Regions from separate parts of the Mus musculus genome. Here region 2 is linked to region 1. The links are chromatin contacts, called in public promoter capture Hi-C maps. All regions are on one chromosome and are shown on one strand. Each heading gives the region's core, a stretch centred on a gene start, on an enhancer-like site or on the middle of the called end of the contact. The rest is flanking DNA. Distances are from core to core; before and after follow the strand shown. Region 1 overlaps Arvcf (armadillo repeat gene deleted in velocardiofacial syndrome). Region 2 has its middle 9.1 kb from the start of Gm41429.

What was found. Capture Hi-C pulls out chosen DNA fragments and counts their contacts.
Region 2: a promoter capture Hi-C map of pancreatic islet shows a contact between it and region 1. The contact joins two enhancer-like sites. A contact is called at or near these places in 2 of 39 promoter capture datasets (cranial neural crest and hippocampal neurons), 2 of 115 datasets of contacts at active chromatin or transcription factors (epiblast stem cells and pancreatic cancer cells) and 2 of 9 other capture datasets (adipose tissue and pancreatic islet).

What each region holds. Positions count from the first base shown.
Region 1 is chr16:18,398,267-18,404,285 of GRCm38.p6, reverse strand. Arvcf (armadillo repeat gene deleted in velocardiofacial syndrome) reads right to left here. Exons shown (of 18, transcript NM_001272029.1): 5 at 5,960-6,019; 6 at 5,141-5,324; 7 at 4,513-4,630; 8 at 4,033-4,201; 9 at 2,648-2,719; 10 at 1,551-1,678; 11 at 1,236-1,386; 12 at 762-960; 13 at 547-658; 14 at 365-452; 15 at 98-151. Among named protein-coding and RNA genes, the nearest start is that of Gm15764, 12 kb to the left of the region's middle. Within about 2 kb of position 3,310, at least 95 of the 459 cell types and tissues checked have an H3K27ac peak or open chromatin away from gene starts, as enhancers often do. A contact at or near this core is called in pancreatic islet, where this site is marked.
Region 2 is chr16:18,684,649-18,690,511 of GRCm38.p6, reverse strand. No RefSeq gene overlaps it. Among named protein-coding and RNA genes, the nearest start is that of Gm41429, 9.1 kb to the left of the region's middle. Within about 2 kb of position 2,936, at least 313 of the 459 cell types and tissues checked have an H3K27ac peak or open chromatin away from gene starts, as enhancers often do. A contact at or near this core is called in pancreatic islet, where this site is marked.

The DNA.
Region 1 (6,019 bases), core at 2,061-4,560:
TGACATCTTATCATAGCAAGGCCTCGGCATCGCCCAGGGTTACACCATGAAACCGGGTGGTCCTCCCCAGTCCTCTTGCCTGCACACCTGCACTCACCTGGACCAAGGGTATCCATGGGGATCACATCCCGGGTGTTTGACTTCTCCCCATCTGCAAGGCATGAGCAGGTGTCCATGAGCAGTGTGCAGGCATGGGGAGGGCAGGACAGACATGCTGACATGCTCGCCACAGAACAGTGCTCAGTGTCTTCTGTCAGGAGTCTGTCCTATCTCCTTAACCCCACCTACCTTGTGCATTAGCAGGTGGGAGCTACCCTTAAGCCTCAGGGTAAGTCTCATGTCCCTCTCCCCTGCTTGTGCTCACCAAGGCTCTTGTCTACCAGTGGCAGTGTGCTGTCATCAAAGCCGCCAGAACTTGGTGTCCCTTTGGGTCCTTTGGCAGTGCTAGCAGACTGAGGAGTCACAAAACACAAGCAAGAGTTAAGGCCTAAGAAACTGCTTGGGATCAGACGTGACAAAGTAAGAGAGAAGGCGGGGCAGCTGTACCTGGAAGCGTGACTTCGTCCAGCCATCCCTCTGCAGGGCTCCACGCAGCTCCTTGTAGCTCCATACAGTCTGTAGCACGTGTGATGCTGCCTTGGCCTCCCGCACTGACTGGCTGCAGCAGCAGCAGCCAGGGCTGGGGTCAGTGGCCTACCGCATCCTAGTCTCCCTCCATCCCCAAACCCACCCGACCCTCAGCAGGCCCTGCCCTCACCCACCTGGAGGCCACAAGTGCTACCAGGGCAGGCACACCACGGGCCTGCAGGAGGGAGCGAGCATTGTCCAGGCTGTCGGACACGATCTCATGGATGGTGTTGAGCACGGCAACCACAGTATCCTCCTCCAGGTGGGCACTGGGGTGAGCGGGAGCCTGTGCATTGCGAACATTCCGAACCAGCTCTGTCATGGCATAGCTCCCTAAGAGGCAGGGTCAGACATTAGGACATATCTCTGCTCTACCCCTGTGAGAAGGACTGGCATTCAGACAATGGGTATCACCAGACACAACCTCTGCTAGCAGGTTGAGCCTCAGTGACTGGGGAAAGACCTAAGCCCCTATAGCTCAGGGTAGGACCAGCCCAACCAACCACCTGGGAGGAGGAATCTGGCCCCCTGAACTTAATCCTCCCACAGCCTGTTCCCTGTACCTGCCCCATTTCACAAGCCCTGGCCTATCACAGCAGCATCCTCACCGATGAGGTCTTTGTTCCGCTGGTCTAGTGAGAGGTTGCGCAGCGCGATGGCTACAGCGCGCACCACCTTGTCGGTCTCAGACTGTAGCAGTTCCACCAGTACTGGCAGCCCACGTTCCTTGCGCACTGTGGCACGGATGTACGTGGCCCACTGTGAGGGTAGCAGAGGAGGTGACTGCTCAGATGGGGGGTGCTTCCTCGCACAGCACCAACCGCATTGGCCCAGATGGAGCTAAGGGCTCAAGGCAGAGCCACTGAGGTGTCTGGGACTCCTTCTGTCCAGGTCTTGTCCTCCCTGCCAACCCGACTCCTCACCGTCCAGTTGCCAGCACTGAGGTTTTGCAGGGCACCGGCTGCAGCTTCCAGGGTGTTGAAGTTCCGGCTCTCCGTAAGGAGTGAGAGGTAGAGACGTACCACCTCCGGCTGGTACAGCAGCTCGAAGCCTAGATACAGGGCAATGGCAGCCCAGAGTCATTGTTAAACTCCTCTCCCCACCTCCAGCCCCTTCTTATTCATTGTTCTGGAGGTAGGGAGCAGGACAGATACTGAAGTCATGTTTAACATCAATTAATGTCCCCATTCAGATGGGCAAACTGATGGTGAGCCGGGGGGTAAAGCAGGAAGATGAGGATACCCCTTAACACGGACGTACATCCAGGAGGAAGGTAGAGCGAGATGGACACTAGGCTACTTCAGCAACAGAACCTACCTTCCAGGGCAGCACCCTTAAAGACACGGTTTACCTACCCTATCTGACCATAGGGACCACCCTCACCAGTGAGTAAGTAACAAGACTGTGTAGCAGATGTCCACCTCTAGCAACAGGCATCCCTGGGCAACTACTCCAGGCTCTTCAGTGACTGAGGCCCAGCCTAGCAGCAAGGTGGCCAGCAGAAGGCCTCATGGGTAAGAGCTAAGGTGCTTTCAGGCCTGCCCCAATTAGGGGCATCTGGGTTCTTTTGATATCCTGGGCTTGGCCGGGCCTACCAGGGCAGTTTCTCACTGAGGCTAGTTCACAGTGCACTCACTGCACAATGTCAGTGGAAATCCAGCAGACATAACAAACAGCAGGGGTGACCCACCCTGGACTGCAGATGTCCATTCTCACACCCTGGCCCGTGGGTCATGCCCCTTTGAAGTCACACAGCTTGGTCACTGTCAGTATCTCTCCAACTCATATACCTCTCTCTCACTTGCTGCATGACTAGGAAAGAGCTTACCTGAAACAACGTGTACGTACCGACTGAACCCTCAGGGGTTACCAGGCCTAGGCCATTCTCTAGGGAACCCCACTCTGATGCGTTGGTCTGTTTATGTACCTGACCTCCAAACCCAAGCCTTCTTGGCCTACTCATGGCACAAAGTTTTGACCCCTGGCCAGGCTCCCCAGCTCTGCCTCTTTATCCATTCACCTTTTGCAGCCTCCGTTCGTTTAGGCAGGTCCAGTGTGTCAAAGTTCCGGTCCATCTCTGCATCCTTCTTCCCTGAAACAGAAGGGTGGTACGAATTGAGAGGGAGGAAGAGTCCATGACAGACAAGTGTGTGGCAAGAGTTAGGCACAGCCCTCTCCTGCTCAGAGCCCAAAGGGGACCTAAGACACCCTGGCAGAGATGTACTGTCCTCAGAGAAGTCAGGCTAGCCCAGGACAGAGGTGGCATTGGAGCGTAGGAACAGCCTAACCATGTCCTGAGTACGTAGGCCTCCCTCTCATCAGGGGCATTGATGCAGCATACCAGACCACAGTGCAACAAGGCTGGCCTAAAAGTTCCATCCAAGGGGAAAACTTCCCCTAGTTGGGGACCAGCCGTCGGCCAACCTATAGCAGCCAGCAAGCCACTGCAGATGACCTGGTGTTCCTGCCCTGCTTACCCATATATACTTCTGTGCTACACATCACCCATTTCTTCCGAGGGGCAGATGGTCCCCTGGTGCTGGCCACTCCTAGGCCCTGCCCACTGTTTGCTCTGTCCCAGTGCTGGCTTGGTAGCTTGTTCTGACTTTGTAAGCAGCAGCCCCTGGGCCTCCCCACCAGCCCAGGGCTACATTCCAGCCTCTGTCATGTCTATGCAGTTGTCATGGAGATGGCTGCCCTTCCAGGGGACTGGGGGGTGGGGCAGGGCCTGAAGGCTGGATGGCATCCCAGCTGCCCTACAGTTGTCATGGAAATAACTGCCTGAGCCTAGGTAACAGAGTGTTACTCTGTTGCCCACTGCACTTGCCAGACCTGGACAGCAGAACAAACAGGGACTCACCTTGATGGAACCACTCCTCTGGGCGGCCGGAGGAAGCACAGGAGAGAGCAGATGAGCCTGAGCAGCAGAACCCTCCCATGACTTACATCCCCACCCATGGCAGGCCAAGCAAGACAGGACTGTGCGACAGGACTCACTCCGGGAACTCCGGGGAAGGACTCAGTACCCGGAAGGCACAGGGCAGAGCACCTGTCCCACTGCTACAGCTGGAGGATGCAGGGACCTGAACCTGTACCCTGCAAATGCTGAGGGCACCTGGCCAGGTGAAGGAGAGGGCTGTGCTTTGCAGGCTGCTCTGTGAATAGCCAGGTAGTGTCATTTATGGGCCCTCAGATCCTTCCCCAGAGGAGACAAAGGTAAAAGCAACCCATGACCCACAGGAAAGGGTTAAGGCTAGGCCTGGAGTCTGCACCTTTCCCACTTGCTGCACACCCATGGGGACCGACTGGATGTCTTCAGGACTCTGGGACCACTGCCATGGACATGGAGAGCCCTGAGCCTTGGAAGCGGTGGGAAAGAGACACATCTCCGCCTCACCCACCCACCTTTTGCTTTCTTGCCACCAAAGCAGCTGGCGTCATCCTTCCTCCGTCGCTGGGAGGTTGTGCTGCCCGGGATCCCAGGCTCTGCCTCCTGGTACCTGTCAGCCCCTGGAACTTCTTTGTGCACGTGGTAGGACAGGTTCCGCATGATGCACACACAGTTCTCTACTGACTGTGGGGAAGAGGTGTCCTGGTTGAGCAGAAAACACTGGACAAGGGGGCTGCTGAGCGTCCAGACCCTTGTGTGAAGCCGTGGCTAGTTAACAACAGTGGCACTGTCAGCCTAAGATGGGGAGAACTGCCAGAGCGACCCTGTGTCATGTCCCTGTGCCATGTGAGGGACTGTGTGTCTTGTTCTGGATAGTTACAACCTGTTCTCATCTGTGCCATTCTGGGGTACTCCCTGTGACCCTTGGCCTCTGTTCCTGTGACCCTCGGGCTGAGAATCTGGAGGGCAGGCTGCTCCCCATCTGCCCCACCCACCTTATTATCTGTGTCTTTCCTGCCCACAGCTGACTGCAGGGCATGTAGGAGAGCGTCCACCAGCCCTTCGCACTCACGGAGTCGCCGCCGGGCCTCTGCACCATCTGAGCTCACATTCCTGGATGGGAGGGAGCAGGACCACCAGTGACTACCCCCACCCCCCATTTTTGTTCCACTAAATTCCCCAGACCACAGGGACTTTTATCTGCACAGTAGACCCTGCTGGATCTCAGTGAAGGTGAACAGGGTGGCCAATCCCAAGCAGTCAGGCTTTAGCCTTGTATGAGGGGGGTGAGGGTGGGGGACAAGTTCCCCCTGCTCCCCAGCTGAACTGGAACAGGATAGAGATGGGCCCCAAGGGGCCAGAATCCATGATATGTAGGTAATTCTGCCCCTCCCCCAAACAGCAGTCCCCAGGACCCTGTAGGGTCACAACGGTACAAAACTGATGGACAGGCAGGACCTCAGGGACGCAGAATTCTATCTGTGGGTGTGAGCAGATCTCCACTGCAAACCCCAGAGACTTACGATGTGGCTCAGGAATGCCTAAACTTTGAACAAGCTGGGATATAAACATGGCAGCTCCTGCCACCCTACAGACAGGCCTGTGCCCCAACCCTGCCCACACCTCAGGCAGCCTGATGTGTTCTTGAAGACTGTTGTCCACTCGGCATCCCGGGGCTTCGAGTCTTCGTTAGGCTCTCGCTCCCAGCCGGAATGGGGCACGATGACCTCATGGGTCAGAGTCTGTAAGCCGTGGTCAATGATGACCATCTTCAGGGGCTCGTAGGATGACAGGTTCCAGAGTGTGCCTGTAATGTGCCTCTAGTCAACACTGTTGACCATGACCCTACTGCCTCGGCCTCCCCAGGGATGACACAATCTGCTTCTGCTTTCCCTCCTTGTCCTCTAGCCAGCACCTGAACCCAGCATAGTTGCTACTGTTTTTGTGGGGTGTGGGGGTGGAGAGCAGGGATAGGAAGTTGTCTCAAAGATGGCACCCAGGGCCTTTGCACATGTTAGGCAAACATTTACACTGAGTGACACTCAGTTCACATAAGGACCACTGAAAGCTGTAAGAGGTTCTGGGCCCTGTACAACAAGATGTATGTATAGGCAGCACTTAGTAGGAGCTTTCAGCTAACAAGGAAAAACTATAGAAGAGGCATAACCAGTGATAGTTTATCCCATCCATTCCCTGTTACACCCAAGTGGGTGGACTGGCAAATGCTCCTGAGACTACAGGACCATGGACACGGTCCTGTGACTCCCAAGCTCTCCAAGGCACAAGCTCCAGTTTAGGAACCAGGGCGACAGGGTCTGGTGCCAGCAACCCCATGGTTGAGAGAGTTGGGGACCCATCCCACAACATGGGCCTGCTATACTCCTGTTTCCCCAATTTCGGGCTGAGCCACGCTCATGTCAGCTATGGCCAATGCCCACTCACCAGTGACCAGCTCACGGACCTCATTGTCACGGGCCGCCCGCAGTAGGCGCACCAGGGCTG
Region 2 (5,863 bases), core at 1,687-4,186, 290 kb before region 1:
GGAAGCTCTCTGGTCAGAGAACAGGTGTCATGAAACCTGCCAATTCACAAGTGAAAGCAGACACCCACAGGGCCATGAGTGCATATGTACCAAGGCACTGGAGCATCCTCACAGAGCAGATCCTGGCATCTACAGACCGTGTCAGCCCACAGTGCCTCCTGTGTGTTCTGGAAGAGCTATAATGCTGTTTGGGTTTTTTTCTTCACAAAGCCCCCTTAGTTCCAGTGAAAGTGCCAAAGCTTCAAGGTCCTTGGCACTTTCTCCTCAACACAGGACACACAACCCTGGCTCCCAGGCCTGCCAGACCCTTCCTGTTTATGCTCTGGGGGATGAAGTTGCAGCAGGGCAGGTGAGTGGGGCTCCAGCACAGCCTTTGTTCTTGACAGCTTGAAGTGAAGAGACCTAAGCTCACAGGAACAAATGCCGCACAGGAGGAACACACATGGCTGAGAGTCCCTTGAACTTGGCTTAGAAGGGAGAGTGTGGGGCATTCAGCTAGCCAAAACTCAGTAAACCTACCAAGCAATATGCAGGGCAAGAGAGAGTATAGCATCTCCTGTGTCCAGTGGCCTCTTCATCCTGGGATGCTCACCCCTGGATGAGGTGCTTGGAGCTGCAACCTCAGCTGGGGGTCAATATTTATTTGTTTGTTTGTTTATGATGTGTGCACAGCAGACAGAGAGAGAGAGAGAGACAGAGAGAGAGAGAGAGAGAGAGAGAGAGAGAGAAGCAGGCGGTGTACACATATGTGGGAGGCAGAGGACAACCTCATTTGCTCTCTACTTACTGAGATAAGGTGAGATAAGGTCTCTCACTGAACCTGGAGCTTGACCAATCAGCTGGGTGGATTGGTCAATAAGTTCCAGGGACCTATCCTATTTCCTTCCCCAGCTCTGGGGCTAGGTACAGGTACAGGTACAGGTACAGGTACAGGTACAGGTACAGGTACAGGTACAGGTACAGGTACAGGTACAGGTACAGGTACAGGTACAGGTACAGGTAGACACAGGCCCTGGTGCTTGCATAGCAAGCACTTCATCCAGTGAGCCATTTCCCAGCCCTTCAGTTACTTTTTAAGATGGTGTTCCTGAAGTCTGACTTGCATAACCTAAAATGTGTGCAATCCACTAGGACATGCACTCAGGCCATCCCAGAGCATCCCAGCACTCCAGCAAGGGGTGGGTGCCCTGCTCCTTGCAGTCTTCAGGTACAGGTTCCCTCTACTTTGCCCTCCAGCCATACACATAACTTAATAATATTTAGAGAAAATAACATGGCTGTGCACTGCTGGAAAGTACTTTAGGTAAAGGAAGCAGAGGTGAGGCAGAGAGCATGTTACTGAGTACACGAGTCCCACACAGCAGTGTCTCCCATCATGCACAGAGCACAGGAGTCCCACACAGCAGTGTCTCCCACCATGCACAGAGCACACGAGTCCCACCCAATCTCTCCCATCATCTCTAGTGTCAACTCGACACACACTTGACACTCTTATCGGGGTTGACCCGAACCCAACCAACCACATGCTGGAAAATGTTTAATTTTTTTCAAATAACACTTATAGGCAGATTTGCAGTTTCCATCCAGCAGGTGCGTCATAGAGATCCAGCCATGACATTTACTTATAATCACAGAAATTGGAAGTCTGAAACAGGAGGATGGCAAGCAAGCATATCTATGAAGGGTGCCAGGGAACGGGAGTTGTATACATTTGTGAGCTGCGATGTGGGTGCTGAGAATTGAACCAGAGTCCTCTGACAGCAGACAGTGCTCTTAACCACTGAGCCACCTCTCCAACTCCCAATTTTTAATTCTTAGAGCAAAAATAAATAAGTACATTTATTTCATTAGCATGCAAATTTGGGGATTTTTAAAAAGTAAATAAATGGTAAATTACAGGTACACCAAAGACATTTTAAAACAAAATTCTTTATGGTTTGTTATGGTTGTTTATCACATAAAAATTTGATTTTGTAGGGGCTGGAGAGATGGCTCAGCGGTTAAGAGCACTGATTGCTCTTCCAGAGGTCCTGAGTTCAAATCCCACAACCACATGGTGGCTCACAGCCATCTGTAATGGGATCTGACTCCCTCTTCTGGAGTGTCTGAAGACAGCTACAGTGTACTTATATACATAATAAATAAATAAATCTTTTTAAAATTTTTTATTTTGTCGATCTATTTCATATGCCTATGTACCCAAGGCTGTACAAAAAATCCACAGGGAGAAGGGATCAGTAAGGGGAAGTTTCAGGAATGTTGGTTTTGAGAGTCAGGGAACACTGGGTCAGTCTCTGAATTACCTGGTTGATTGTGCCTGGGATATGGGCAGCTTCAGAACTTAGGGTCTATGGATGCTATGTAAGCAATCTCTCCAAGGTACTCATCATGCGCGCGCGCGTGCGCGCGCGCGCGCGCGTGTGTGTGTGTGTGTGTGTGTGTGTGTGTGTGTGTGTGTGTGTGTGTGTCTGTCTGTCTTTGTACATGTATCTGTCAGTGTTTATAGGAGTGTTCATGTGTTTCTGTGAATGTCTGTCTGCATGTGTCTCTGTACTGTACATGTCTGTCTCTGTGTATGTGTCTGTGAGTGTGTCTGCGTGTATGTTTATGTGTGTCTGTGTGTGTCTCTCTGAGTGAGTCCTCTGTCTGTGTGTGGTGTGTTTCCATTGACCCTGTTGGGTGGAAGCACCGCAGGTTTTTCTCCAGCTTCCTCCCTCCCTTCTCTACATGCTCACCTTTGCTGAAGCAGAGCCTTGCCCTTAGGGAGTCAGAGCCGTGAGATATCTCCTCTCTTGGCGACTAAGACCAACGTCAACTAAAACCACACCAGAAAAAGCAGCTTCTGTCCAGCACGTGCCCTACAGAGATCCAACCATGACATTTACTGCCCATCTGCCTGATAGCTGGGATCTGAGGCCCCCTGTCGGTGGAAACTGGCCAAATCACTCAGATTGCCCTGCCATGATTTGAGTCACCTTCTGCCTTGGGCTCCGAAGATCTGGGCTGAGTGAGCACTCTGGAATGAAGGCGGGCCTGAGCTTAGATATAAACACCGTTTCTCCCTGTGTGTCTCCTTCTCTCTGGGTCTCTCTCTGTGTGTTTTTCACCCTTCTTCCCACCCCTCCTTCTTTCCCTCTCTCTGTTCTTCCCCGTTCTTCCACTCTTCTCAGTTTTATTGAGACATTCTCCAAGCCCAGAACGCAGGGTTCTGATTTGTCAGAGGTGAGTGCAGGCCAGCTCTGGGAAGAGTAGGATTCTCATGTTCCAGGAGAGGCTGACCAGCGCTGCAGACTGAACTGGGGCCCAGCCGTCTGCTGACCTCTCAGCTCAGCTCAGCGCAGCGCAGGGCAGGCCCTCCCTCCTGCCCTTCTGCAAACCGCACCGCCCTGGAGACTGGAGTGTTTGTGGCAGCCTGGTCCCGCCCTCCCCCTCTCCTGGCGCCTCCCGGGTCCCACGCTCCGCCCAGGCTGAAGCAATGACTTATTTGTGTATTGAGGTCACGGCAGCCCCTGGGGACAGAGTTGTCAGCCTGTGCCGCGGCCACAGGGTAGGCACTCACCAAGTCAATAATCGGTCTGAGGACTAGCGACTAGCCTTTTATTCCTTAGGTCTTTGAATTTTAAATTTTTTTATAAGAAAGGCATTTTATGCTAAAATTATAATAAATGTTTCTTTTCTGTCCTATTCACATTAAAATTTTTTTAGCTATATAGTTTATTTCTAGGTTCTCTTCATTTTCTCTCACTCACTTTACATCTCTATCTCAGTACCCCTCTCCTCCCTTTCCATAACACGCCCCTCTTTCCAACCTGAAAAGGGGAATCCCCCCCCCCCCCACCAGTGTTTCTTTGAAATGAGAATGTGCCTGCGGGTTCAGGAGGTGAGATCTGGAGGATCCTGAATTACAGGCCAGCTTGAGCCGCATAGGGAGACCAAGTCAGAGAAAGAGCCGGGTGGGAGGGAGAGGTGGAGAGATGGGGAGAGGAAAAACAGGCTTGGCTGAAGGCTTGTGCTTGTTATACTAGTGTTTAGGAAGAGGAGGCAGGATAATCAGAAGTTCAGCCTCAGCTACATAGTCCATTTGAGGCCAGCCTGAGAAACATGAGAACCTGTCCCCAAAACTAGTGAGCCCCCTCCCACCGAATAAGTAAAATAAGCACATGCAAGTTTCAGAGAGACCGAGCTGGGAAGCTCAAGGCATCACTAGGCCACCCAGCAGAGAGAAGTCACCACCTCCTTTGCCTGGGGGTGGGGGTGGGGAGTGTGGATGTGTGGATGAACAAGCAGTCCCTGATTGTCCTTGTGCTCTGACAGGTCACCTTGCTGCCCTTTCAAGCACAGGACCCTGGCCTGGGGGTCACACAGATGCCTCCTTCTCACTATGCAGAAGCCTGCTGCTTTGTAAGCTCCTTTGGAGGCAGGGCAGTTTGCAGCTTGCTGAGAAGAGCATGGGTAGCAAGGCCTCCACACACAGGCAGCTCTGCTGCAGCCTCAGTGATGAGAGGCAGTGAAGCCTCTGAGCATGGTGGGCACAGTCTGAGGGTCCAAGATGCTGCCAGGGTCCTTCCTTCTACCCTGTAGAAGCTGTACATCTGCCCAGTTGACAACAATGGGGTTCTCCACTATGAAGGATGGACTACGGGGCACCCTTGAGTACGTGAGAGTTTCTGTGTAAGCACCACACCTAAGAGAAAAAATGATCTGCATTTCTCTTAGGTTGACTTATTTCACTTAACACAGTGCTCTCCGATTGCAATCATTTTTCTGCAAATGACGTCATTTCATTCTTTTTGGATGAATAAAAATCCATTGACTATATACACCATAACTTTTTTACCCTTCTATCTGGTGATAGGTACCAAAACTGATTCAATGCCCTGGCTGTTGTGAATAGTGCTACAAAATTGGGGGGAGGGGCTATTTTAAATATGCACATCTATATGACATGAAGATGAAAGAGCAATAGAGAGCAAGAGAGGGAGAGACTCAAGAGGTGCACATGACCACATTAAATAAGCACAGGGATGCACACGAGCACAGTGATGCACATGGACACAGGGATGCACATGGACACAGTGATGCACATGGACACAGTGATGCACATGGGCACAGGGATGCACATGATCACAGTGATGCACATGGACACAGGGAGTGTACCTGGTCACAATTAAAATGCATGATTCTAAAAATGATATCTAGCCCCACAATGTCCACATTTCCTGTCCCTCCCATTCCCCTTTGTGTTGATTAGCCAATTGCATAAGATGAGATGCAAGTGCAACAGCGTGAGATGCAGCCAACACCTGTGTTCAGCCACGCCTGCTTCCTGCTCACTAACCCAGTTTGCATTAGACACTTTCCTTTGCAATAAAACACTTTCCATTTATTCATGGTTATTTTTCAATGCCATTAGACTTGTTATTTTTTTACCCTATCAAAAGAATTAATTTGATTTTTTGTTTTTGTTTTTTTTTGTTTGTTTGTTTGTTTTATTTTATGTATATGTGTACACTGTAGCTGTCTTCAGACACACCAGAAAAGGGCATTGGATCCCATTACAGATGGTTGTGAGCCACCAGGTGGTTGCTGGGAATTGAACTCAGGATCTTTGTAAAGAGCAGTCATTGCTCTTAAACTTTGAGCCATCTCTCAAACCCTAATTTCTTTTTAATTTATACATTTTATTTTATGTTTTGTCTGCATATATTCATGTGCACTACATGTGTGCTTGGTGCCTGAGAGGTCAGAAGAAGACATTAGATTCTCTACAACTGGAGTTACAGAATGTTATGAACTGCCATGTGGGTGCTGGGAACTGAATTCAGGTGCTCTGCAAGAATTCCTAACCATAAAGCCATCTCTC